Regions from separate parts of the Mus musculus genome. Here region 2 is linked to region 1. A link is a contact called in public Hi-C data. All regions are on one chromosome and are shown on one strand. The core of a region is the stretch at or near the end of the contact, and the rest is flanking DNA. Distances in the headings are between cores, read along the strand shown. Region 1 has its middle 16 kb from the start of Psma1. Region 2 overlaps Insc (INSC spindle orientation adaptor protein).

Region 1 (6,113 bases), core at 1,550-4,049:
CCATGTTGATATCTGGGGGTCAAACTGACACTGGGGGCCAAACTGATCTGGGTGGCCTACTGAGGCCTTAGTGACATCCTGACCCAGACTGTCACCGAAGGCACTTGCAGTCAGGGCTGTGTTGATGGCCAAGGCCCATGTTACTACCAAAGGCCATTATGGTCCGGGCTGCCCCCAGGGGCCAGGCTGAGGTCTGAGCACTGTGCAAAGCTGTCCCTGCCCCTCGCCTGAAAGCTGTTTCTGTGGCATAGATGAAGGATAGCTGGCACCACCCCTCATCTGCCACACAACATCATGGGCCTAAAGAGATGCCTCCCAACCCCTTGCCACCTGTAGCTAGCAGGAGAGCTGGCCCCACCCATCAACTGCCACAACACTCTGGAGAGCTGGTCCTGCACATCGCCTGGGCAGCACAGTTGAACTAACGCTGGTGGCAAAGGCAAGGATGAGCCAGACCGGAGGTTATGTGAGAAGGACAGCTGGCCCAGTCCCTTGATGGCTGCAGCGTTGGGTGAGCTAGCAGGGCCAGTGCTGGAGAGCTCCCCCTAGTGGTGTGGATGCCCAAGAGCAAGCAGGCTAACCAGATCAGCTACCACCCAGACCCAGGTCCAGGGCTTTGAATTGGCCTGCCCCAGAATCTACCCCATCTATAAACTGCAGGAGAGCACGAAGGCCCTGGTTCTGCAGAACCAAAGCTTCAGGACCTCCATGACACAGGGCAATGACAGACTATCCAAGGAGTTCTCATGAGGATCTAGTAGTGATAGTGTAGCAGAAGCCTCAAACCAGACCAATGGCTCACTGCACTGAACATTTGCAAGTGAAGATGTGTGGACAAAGGAGTATGGTGTGGAACACACCATAACACACTACAGCTTCCACAATGAGACATTTTTGTTTTGTTTTGTTTTTACTTTTTATTTTTATTTTTTATTTCCTTTGGGGGACAATGTAGCAAGGGTAGGTAGGAAAGGACCAGGAGATGAGTGGGATTGGGGTGCATGGTAAGAAATTCACAAAGAATCAATAAAAAGTTAAAAGAAAAATAAATAAAATTTTAGAATATTCTTCCTAGGGACCACATGTGATCTTTGACACAGAGAAGGAGAACTCCTGCTCTAGAGGCGGACACTGTCAGTTTCTCCGAACCTCACTTTCCTCTCCTGTAAAATGGGTGAGAAAGGTTGAGTCCAAAGACGCTCCCATTTTTGTGCTGGTATTTACTGTGCAGATGTTGAGTGGAGAGCCCTGCAGCTTCCTTACTTATGTCAAGTCAGTAAAACCGGCTGCTTCTGGTTTGTTTGTTTTTTTGTTTTCCCCAGAGGAAGCCATCCTCTGGGACTTGAGGGAAGACTCAGCCAGAGCTCTGAGGAGTACAGCGGGGGTAAAGGTGACACAATACGGGAAGGAAACCAGCTCTTGAAAAGTAGTCAATTACCTTCAACAAGCTACCAACAAACTGGCAAGTTTGTCTTGTTTTGTTTTCAGGTAAGGCTGATTGCCAGCTTTTGGAAGATAAAGTGGGCTAGATGGCTGGGTTCTGGACAACCCCAAATGAGAGAGGAGAGGAGACGGTTAAGGTAATGTTAGCAACAAAAGAAAGCTTGCAACTGAGTGATTATCACCCAAGTCATCAAAAGGAACAAAAATGAGAAAAACACAACAAGGGATCTACCCTTGTCCTTTAAAGGCACTTCTACAACTGTATACTCCCTGTCCTTTGCCTTTTGAAAGGAAATGTCACAGGGCATAGTGGCACACTTACGTAGGCCCAGCACTTGGGAGGCCAAGAAAAGAGAATTATGAGTTCAAGGTCAGGCTGGTCTACAAACAGAGCAAGTCCCTCTCTCTGGGGTTGGTAGGTGGGGGTAATATTATAGAAGATTTAAAAATGAGGACAGGCTGAGTCTCTTTTAAAATGAGAGATAATTTATAATTTCAAAAACTTTAGCTGCAAGTCCTAAAGCAATTTAATGCATTTAATTATTTCTGGAATCTATTTTCACATGGTAAAAATATTGATAAAGGTAAGCTATGCCCCACACACACACACACACACCCTCCATTATATATGAAGTGAAGTGGCACAAGCCTGGAATCCCAGGATGATCAGAATTCAAGGATAGCCTGGGCAATTTGGCAAAGTCCTGCCTAAAAAATAAGTTAAAACGCTTTTGTGGGCCATGGGAGTGTGGCTGAGTGGTGGGTTCAGTTCTTAGAAATACACGCACAACAAACGACAGCACTTATGAGATATTTACACAATGAAGATAGCATATTCTCCTGACGAACGGAAACCAGCCACCCTGATGCCAAAAATCATGCTAAATTCTCTGCGTACTCCCCATAGAACATGTTGGCATCCTTTTAAATGAACAGCCCTCTTCTCAAGGAAAGGAGAAAATCCTAAGGGGCTCCACGGTCAGGACTCCAACTCTTTTCACCTTAGCAGGACTCGGAGTTCCCGCTTTCCAAGAGGCACCACGATGTGGGAAAGGCGAGTGTGGACAGTTAGGAAGCGGTATCAGAGCTCACAAACCCCTGCTAAATAGTCACAGGCCGGCTGGGCAGGGACTGTGTCAGTGAGAGCCACAAGGAAACTGAAGTGCTCCTGAGGCAGCTAGGCTGGCTGGTGGCCAGTCTCCTTCCTGGGTCAGAGAGGCTCGCACAGTTCTGTGAACACTGACCCTCCCCCACCCCGCACGAAAACCAAAAAAAAAAAAAAAAGCTCCCTGGACACAGGGTCTGTTTTCACCTTTGTAAGTGAAAAGATTGAACTAGATTTCCATAGCGGGTCAAGGGACAGAGGACAGTGAAGACCAGAGGAGTACGTGCTGTGTGCTGCGTCAGAAACTTGCAGGCTTGTTTGGAAAGACTGAAACTAAATAAAGACTTATTAGCATAAGACGAGCATTGTGAAATTTGGTCAAAGGATTTTATGCAATGATGCTCTTAAAAAAAAAAAAAGCCTTCATGGCGATGGAGAAAGTAGAGAAAATAGAGCATTTTATTTAAGGGAGGAAACTTGTTATGTATCAACTTGTATGTTTTATGCCAACTTAGACACTAGACCCTGGGAATGGTCTCCTGAGTTTGGCTTTCTCCCACGAAAGGAAAGTAAATTTCTTTTCACAAAGCTAAAGTGTACTTTTAAAAAAAATTCTTTAAAAAGAATAACCAACACTAGACAACTTAATCTTTTTTTCTCCTTTTTACCAGTCTTCCTCTTTAGCTGGGCTTATCTTCAGACGTGCTAAGAGGAAAGGCTGACGTCTAGCCACACTTGGTTCCCTTTTTGCTTTTGTAACATTTTTTTCTCACATTTCCTCTATGGTGCTAGTATTTTATTGTCCCATTGCAAGCCAAATAGCATCAATTTTTAGTGAGAAAGCAATTATGGAACTGAAAAACAGACATTGACACGCAGAACTGGTGTGCTTTCTGCTCTTGGCATGTGGGTGGTCTGGGCTTATTTTCTAGAAGGGTGCACTGAACCTCTGAACCATGACATCGAGGCAGTGATAGTGCACCTCTCCTGGGGACAGACTCTTTCCCAAGCGCCTGTAGTGCACTGTGTCTTTCAGAGGAAAGAGCCCTGAGGACTGGTTCCAACTGGGAGGAGTGTTACCCAGGCTAGCCAGAGACAACATGGCTGGATGCACAGGCCCCGTGTTCATGATCTTTGTCCACCACAAGGAGACAGGGTCACGGTGCAGAAGGCAACTCGGTGCATTTATACAGAGGAGCATGTAGGGAGGCTGAAGACAAGAGCTGAGGGGCGGAGAGGGTCAAAGGAAGAGACCAAGTTGTGAAGCCACAAAAAGAAGCCTGTGTCAGAGTGGCCTTTTATGTTGACTGCTGAGAGGTTCCGCTTAGAGCAGCCGCCCATCACTCCAGGCCGAATGCGGCAAATCAGCAAAGGGAGAGCTATTTTTATTTTTTTTAGATACTTCCTTTTCACCTCAACGATCTTTTTAAATTCTTCCTTCCCTAAGTAGTGTCTTTAAGCTCCGTTCTTTACAGCTCTAATTTATGTTTCTTTTTTATTTCTCTTTCCTTTCTTCTGAGAACTCTCCTCTTCGAGATCTATAAAACCAAACACTTTGCAATGCTCCCCTTTGCTCATGGACTCTGATCTAGAAACCAGAAAGTTGTTTCTTGTCTTTCTTTTATTGTTTATTTACTGTTTGAGAGAGGGTCTCATGTATCCCAAGGCGTGAAATGGTTGTGTAGCTGAGAATGATTTTAAACTCTGGATCCTCTTGCTTCTGCCTCTCAAGTGCAGGGATGACAGTGTGTACCATCACGCCACTTTTTGTGATACTGGAGATCAAACCCAAGGCTTTGTGTATTCTAAGTAGACAATATCAACTGAGCCACATCTCCAGTCCCAAACTGGGACTTTGTATTGGGCTGGGACTATCTCAGGTATCTAATTAACTGCGCAAAGTATAATCTCTTGGTAACATCATCATCACATCATTTAAATAAGTGAAAACAGACGCATAAGGAAGAATGTGACATGGGTCACAGCTTTTATCTGAGAATGCATTTTCCAGCCAATGGAGAAGCAACCTTGCAGATGAGTTTCTAACCTTGCTAGGCGACGGAGAAGAGCAAAGCCACAGGGAGTCTTTACCTTCAAGCTTAGCTTGCTGCTGGGTATTACATTACCTCCCGGTGAAATGCATATGAAAACAATGGCTGCCACCAGCAAGATTTCTGAGAGTACTTTAAAAACACGGAGCAGGTTTGTTTTCCTGGCTCAGCTGCTTCAGAGAAATCCCCACTTAAATCCAAGTATGGTCATTTTATATCTGCCTCTGCGCATTCTTGTTTGCTGCATGAAATCTTGCCAATGACTTTTTTTTTTATGTTTTTTTGAAATTAACCACACCCCAAACAGCAGAACAGCCCTGTGTATACACATGCTCTGGAAAGGCCCAAGTCAGGTCCTGGGTGTGTAGGCACAGGACAAACCGCATGGCCTGCTTTGGCAGCCCTGTCCTCACCTGCAAGCTGCCCACACACACTCCCTTCCAAAATGCTGCTCCTCTCATGCCAATAGTTGGCTGAGCTACTGTAAGAGGAAGCTTGTCACGGTGGACAGGGGTCAATATTATATACACCAGGCCGGGCTTCTAGATTAACACTTGGTGTACTCTTTCAACCAAATTCACATTGGAAGCCCTACCTTTTCTTAAGAATCATGGGCAATCAAGAGTTAATGGTTATGGAAGCTGGTGTAGTTTGGGGCTGCCACCCAAGGCCAGCTGAACAGGCAGCAGGAAGGGTTTGGTTCTGGCGAGGCTACAGACAGGCCATCTGGATGCTGGAAAGACCCAGAACGCCAGCAGCAACTTTTCTTTTCAATGTTAGGCTTCATTGAGTCTGGCCTAGAGAGACTTAGGTTTAAGATGCAAATTGGGATTCTTCTTTCAGTAGGGATTTGATATTTTGAATTTTTTTGTAAAATAAACATATACGACATATATTATTTGGCAAAAAGGTCATGGGGGAATGTATACACAAGTAAATATAGAGAAATAGGGCTTAGGCTCCATGGAAGACATCTTAACTATCATACCCAAAGCCTTAGTTTGATTCCCACTGTGTGTGTGTTTGTGTATTCATATATATGAAAGAGATTTTCTAAATTTAAAAATATAGAAAGACTCTTAGTGAGTTCAAAACATTTTTGCTAGAAATCTGGAACGATTATTTAGAAGGAAAATCGCTCTTTATTTTCTATATCTTTATTTTATCTTTTTCTATATCTTTTTATCTTTCTATATCTATATTTTCTATCGCTCTTCTATTTTGTGCTATCCTTCTGAAGTTTTATTTTTCTTATAGGCCACTTGAAAAATAATTGTTATTTACATTTGTAATTAATTATATTAGGCATAATGGGTCAATTGAAATTCCTTTTATAGAAATGTTTCTTTTACTAAAATTGAAAAACAAAATGAAAAAAAAAGCAATTTCCCTCTCTCTATCGCTTTCCAACACACTCTAGAAACCACCTGCTTCAAGATAGCATCTATCCCCCCACCCCCACCCCATAGCACTGTTTGTTTTGCACGTGTAATTCTTAACAATGAAAGGAAAAA
Region 2 (6,113 bases), core at 2,680-5,179, 480 kb before region 1:
AGCCTGCTGGAATGCTTTTGTCTGTGGCTTTATCAGCTCTATACGCCAGCAAATCAGGGCAAAACATTCTTCCTTAGCATGCATCCACTCACACCAAGGAGTGCTATACAACTAAACAGAGCCCACCCCACCCCCAGAGGCTAAAAGGACTATAAAACTAGTGCACTCTACAGTTTCATCCCAGCTACAAGGCAGATGCTAAGCCCCACTGAACATATCATAGGAGAGACTGAGCAGGCCTCCTGCTATTCAATAACTGCTTTCCCAGTTTGTGGCACTAAAGATCATTTTGTTCAAAAAGGGACAAAACCATCTAAAACTCAGCCCAGAACGTTAAATCTAGGAGAAGCTCTGGGGAGTTTGCACCATCTTCCATTTCTTGGATGAAAACAATTGAACCTTGGAGAAAGTTTGCCCAGAGATACACAGCAAGTTGGTGGTAGGCTTGCCTCTGGCTCGCAACCCATGCTCCCTGATGCATTGTGCTCTCCCCAGGAGATTTGATGAGCAAATTATAGACTTTCTCTTTTCCAATGAACTTAAAAGCAAAAGCTAAAACTATTTCTGAATCATTCTTCTTTAGATGGAAAAAAAAGGTCTCTCTCAACTCTGACTCTTTCAATCAATTAAACCTCTGGCTTCCACTTCAAGGTCTCAAGACAAATAACTTATCCTTTCCTTCCAAACAGCATTTTTTCTGAAAGAAGAAAAGAAAGAGAGGAGGAAGGGATGGAAAGAGGCAAGAATATGGGAAGGAAGGGAGAAAATGAGAGAAAAAAGGAAGGAAAGAGGGTAGGAGGAAGGGAGGGAAGGAAAAAAACCTAGAATGCTAAAGGCCAAAGAAAAGTCCAAGGGAAAAGAACCAAGTCCCGTTGCTAAGCTATGCATGTTAAATTTCTCTTACATGAAGCTCCCTGGAGAAGGGCTTGTTCATTCATTACACGTCTCAGGGGATTCTGGATGGGAGAACATACACACAAGAGTATGGTTGTGTGTGCTCACATAAATAAGTACAGATGCTGACCAAGAACTGGTGGCTTTCTTTATCACTCTTCACCTTATTGCCTTGAGACAGGGCAATGACCTGAACTAGAAGGCTGCTGTTTGGATAGGCTGGACAGCCCAGAATGTGCCTGACTTCACTCCCCACCAACACACACCCCAATGCTGGGCTTACAGGCACTATGTGGCTATACCTGGAATTTTATATGGGTGATGAGAATTCTACCTAAGGTCCTCATGCTTGCAGACAAAGCACTCATACCCACTTAGCCATCCCCTCAGGCCACTAAACAGTTAATAAACACTTATTCATCCAATAACCACTTACAGAGCTCCTATAGTATACACTGTAATCATTGGCAGGAGAACCAATATAAATAAGATACCCATTTAGCCCTGCGTGCTGAAGACACTCATGATTGGATAAGGTGTCATATCCCCCATCAACTAAACTCTAAATCTCACTTAAGTAAATGAAGAAAAAGAATGTAAGTATTTCTCTATAACAGATCCCTACCATAGACAATTGCTGGAGGTGGGGTGGGGAAATGAGTTTATGAAATATAAGCCAGGGAAGAATTGATTCCTCAAAAGTAGGGGAGGCACCCGGAAATGAACCAGTTCTGAGCCTCAGTTGCCCAGGCTTGCATTGGAAGAATGAGCTTAGAGGGAACATGAAGCCACAGCATTCAATACTTCTGTAGCCCCAGTTCCCAGAAGAGTACAGGAATTTATATTCAACCTCATCTTAAAAATAACTACTGAATCACTCCTGTCTGCCTTTTCAAGGTCACACACCATGTTGTTGTGGATTTCTCATGGGAAACAGGAGAAGGGAGGGAACTTAATGCTAGCTTTGATTGGTCTGCCTTTTGGCTTAAACAACAGGAAAACATACAATTATCCCATTGACAATTACAGTCTTCACTCTTCACCACAGTCACAGAAAACGACCCTCAACGGCAGAACAGCAGCCACAGAGCAGAGTGCACATATGTAAGCCATTACTGACTCAGAGACAGGCTGACCTACAGTGGCCCCCACCGGGTCTCCATAGTAAGCTGGACAGCCAGAGAGGACCACTCATCACTAGTACAGAACACCCCGAGCCTTGGTCATCTCAAACTTCTGGTTAAACAGAATTCTCAAAACAAAGAGATTCATGCTCAGTGAAAGGTCCCAAGAGCTGCAAATCAAACTCAATCAGACGAAAGGGAAGTCACTGAATAGAGTGTGAGTTTCTTGTTGGCAGGGACCATATCCAACAAGGTCATTACTAGTCCTCAGCTACACTGTACCATACAAGGTCTGTGATTTACATTCAATAAATACGTGTACAGTAATTTCACAGGAGGCCAATAAACACAGGACTGCTTACGTGGCTGAGTATGTGATGTATTGACCCAAGAAAACTGGAAAAACAGACTGGCTTGAGTCTGACCAGCACTAAAAACATCCTGGTTCTTCTACTCAGAGGATGCTCTGGCATCCTCTCAAGCCTCAGTTTCCCCATGGGATAAAGACTTATCTGTGTTTCCAGTCTTTTTCTTTACAGAAAGATTTGTTACTGAGCTGATGGAAACATCACATTCTGGTGTCTTTAGCTGTGAAACCATCTGTGCATGTCCTCAGAGCCCCTCCTATCACTGCCTTTATTCAGAGAGAAGCTGGACAAAATGGATTTCCTAGAATGGGATGGTTACTGCTGCTGGCCAGCTTGTCTGGTTCTCAACCTTCCTCACGCTGTAACATTCAGTTCCTCGTGTTGTGGGGACCACCAACAGCTACATTATTTTATTGCTACTCCATAACTGTAATTTTTCTGCTGTTTTGAATCTGATATGCAGAGTATCTTATAGGCAACCCCAAGATGGATGGACTGCAACCCACAGGTTGAGAACCACTGGTAGAGTGTCCTAGGAGACCAACCTCTCCCCATGGCTATGGGCAAATTTCTAGATGGAATTGATTGATCTAGGAAGACACACCAAAAACATAAGCAGTAGTATCCTGTGGGTTTGAAGGAAACAGAGAAAGCAAGCTGAGTATCATTATTTATCTCACTTGTTCTCAACCTGTGGGTCACAGCCCTTCCAGGGCAAAACTACCATTCTACAGGGGTTAAAGACCATTGAAAACACAGATTTACATTACAATTCATAAGAGTAACAAAATTACAGTTACAAAGAAGTAATGGAAATAACATCATGGTTGGGGGGGAGCACAACCCAAGGAACTGTATTAAAGGGTCTTGGAACTGCAAGGTTGAAGACCACTGCTCTGGTCCTATCTGCTTCCTAGCTATGGACACAATATGATCAACTACTTCATGTTCCTGCTAACCTGTCTTCCCCTTCCACGGTCAGCACCCTCAAACTGTGACCCAAAATAAACCCTTTCTTCTTTAAGCTGGTTTTTATTGTTGTTTGTTTGTTTGTTGTCTCAGTAATGAGGAAGTAACTGATGCAAAGCATGGTTCTCTCAACAGGCATCACTCTTGAAACAGAAGAGGTCACAGGGCTGTACTGAGGCAGCATGGGCAGTGAGCTCTTACATGCTGAACACACAAGGAAGACAGAACATCTCCCTGGCTGGTCAGAATGGAAAGACTCCAGTCAGAGAGTGGCTGGTGGCTTCTGAAAATCCTTGCTTTGAGTTTACTCTTTCCCCTGAACTTCACTTTGCCTGCTGTGAAGTAGCGGAGCGGTCCCAGCCTACTGGCGTCTGTATTACTCTCCAGTGACAGAGCAAGGTGGAACCTAAAGTCCTAGTCACCTCGACCCATGAACCCGCTCTGATTCCAAAGCTCCCTGTGAGGTGAGATGAGCTGCCACCACAGAGCCAGCATCGAGATCCTGTTTAAGCATGCTCCCTCACACAAACACTGACCTCCACGGGGCTTCCCAACATCTATCCTGAACTTTGACCGCCACCTCAAAGGCTGCTTCATGGAGATAATAGTGATTGCATAGCCACGGTGAAAGCTCCAGGAGCAGCAACATCCTGTGTATGTAAGCCAATGAGGTGAGGGGGCGTGGATAAGGCCAGCCCTTGATCCAGCTATGAGGACTATAGTGCAGTTCACCACTAGAGAGGCCTCTGCGGCAAGTAATAGTAGTCTCTGCTACTGTCTCCCAACAATATAGTATCCAACTGAACAAACTAAACACTTCTAATATTCTGTAAGCATGAACTAGCTTTCTCTATGAGCAAAGTACAGCCTAGAACATGCATGATGGGTCCAGGCCCAGTGTTTTGTTTCACTTTGTTTCGTTATCTCCCAGTATTTTCTTATCTTTCTGTTTTAGTTTTTGTGTTTCTATTTCAAGATAGAGTTTCTTTTTGTAATCCTGGCTGTCCTGGAACTCGCTCTGTAGACCAGGCTGGCCGCAAACCCAGAGATCCACCTGCCTCAGGCTCCCAAGTGCTGGGATTAAAAGCATGTACCACCACGCCCAGTTATCACCCAGTACGTTCAATTAGCTTTGCAATGCTAGGTTAATAATATGCAAAAGCAAACACGCCTCTCTGTCTCTTGGACTGAATTACTACCCCATCAAAAATACAACACTCTAACCTCTTGCACAGCTCACAGCTCTTATGCCCAGTCCGAATGCCTGGAGTTCCCAAGGTGCCTGCTGGATAAGGCAAGCTAGATTCCTATATCCATGTTCATGCAATCTAACTTCTGCTTCCCCTTAAAACCTCTGAGAGCACTGGAAGCTGCAGAAAGGAAAAGAAAGGTCAGGGTGTAACCAAAGAGACATAAAGGCTAGCAAGATTTGACCTGACCATTCCTTTTATTCTATTCCTCATCTGAAGGAAATAACCAATTGAAGAGTTCCTGTGTGCCAGCAGGCTTTACCTTGCATCCTGTGTGTGTGTGTGTGTGTGTGTGTGTGTGTGTGTGTGTGTGTGTGTGTGTGTGTGAGACAGATAGACAGACACACAGAGAAAGAGATACAGAGACACACAGAGAAAGAATTTATATTTAAAAAAAACCCCGCTGATATAAGTATAAATTGTTCACGGTTCACAGATAAAGAAACTGAAGTTCGGTTATGGCCAAGAGCAGAATTAAGCTAGGGCAGTCTGGCCTCCTCTTCACTGTCCCAACCACTTCTCCAGCCCTGGAACAGGCTTTGTCTGAGCAGCTCAGGACCACATTGCCAGAAGTGCTGGTGTTTCACAACCCAATTTAATGTCACACAGGGCCAGGATGGGCAGATCAGCAGCAAGTAGACTGTACCCTCCCTACCAGGGCTTTACCAACTGTTTCAGGTTTAAATTCTGTCACCCACTAATGGGGGAGAAGGTCAGAAGAGAGGATCCCAGAAGAATTCTCTAACAATACCTAGACAGAGTAATCCTGGCATTAGCAGACATTTGTTAAATAGTAGTCTCTTACTTAGCTCTGATATGTTGCGTGTATTTATTTGCCTAGCCCTATACCAACCCTGCATGGTATGTATGGTCATTATATCCATCTTAAACATGAAGGGACTGGAGGACAGATGGGGCTCCAGAATTTTCACCAGCCACATGGTGAATAAGAAGTTAAAGCCAGGTAGCCACATACCATAGATGGCCATACTTGATCATCTTAGGAAAGCTCTACCACCAGCTACCTGAAGCCGAAGCAGCCACATCTCTCAGGCAGTCTGACAGCTATGTCTTACCAAGTCTGAGTTTCACCATATGGACTACAAACAAAGATATGACTTTTTATCATTTGCCTCTGGATGTACAGAAAACTTTAAGTTACACTTCTAATGGTGTTCTGTGTCCTAGGGAACATGCAAGAACTGTGTGTCAACTCCCTATACCTCTTCTAATGATGGCTTTAGGAGAGCCAAAGAGAGAGGGATTGACTCCACCCCACTAGAGAGTTTTAGCAAACAATTCATTCCTTTTCTTTTCTTCTCTTCTCTTTTCTTTTCTTTTCTTTTCTTTTCTTTTCTTTTCTTTTCTTTTCTTTTTTGAGACAGAGTTTCCCTGTGTAGCCTTGGCTGCCCTGGAATTCACTCTGTAGACCAGGCTGGACTTGCACTCAGAGATCCTCCTGCCTCTGCCTCCCAAGGGATCAAAAGTGTACACAGCCACCACCTGGA

The links. Hi-C and Micro-C count contacts between places; a contact is called where the count stands out from the background.
Region 2: a contact with region 1 is called in a Hi-C map of liver, with 4 times the contacts expected there. The contact joins two enhancer-like sites. A contact is called at or near these places in 1 of 484 Hi-C or Micro-C datasets (liver) and 1 of 9 other capture datasets (embryonic stem cells).

Annotation. Positions count from the first base shown.
Region 1 is chr7:114,289,322-114,295,434 of GRCm38.p6, reverse strand. No RefSeq gene overlaps it. Among named protein-coding and RNA genes, the nearest start is that of Psma1, 16 kb to the right of the region's middle. Within about 2 kb of position 2,799, at least 202 of the 459 cell types and tissues checked have an H3K27ac peak or open chromatin away from gene starts, as enhancers often do. A contact at or near this core is called in liver, where this site is marked.
Region 2 is chr7:114,769,872-114,775,984 of GRCm38.p6, reverse strand. All of the region lies in intron 2 of Insc (INSC spindle orientation adaptor protein), which reads right to left. Among named protein-coding and RNA genes, the nearest start is that of Insc, 27 kb to the right of the region's middle. Within about 2 kb of position 3,929, at least 6 of the 459 cell types and tissues checked have an H3K27ac peak or open chromatin away from gene starts, as enhancers often do. A contact at or near this core is called in liver, where this site is marked.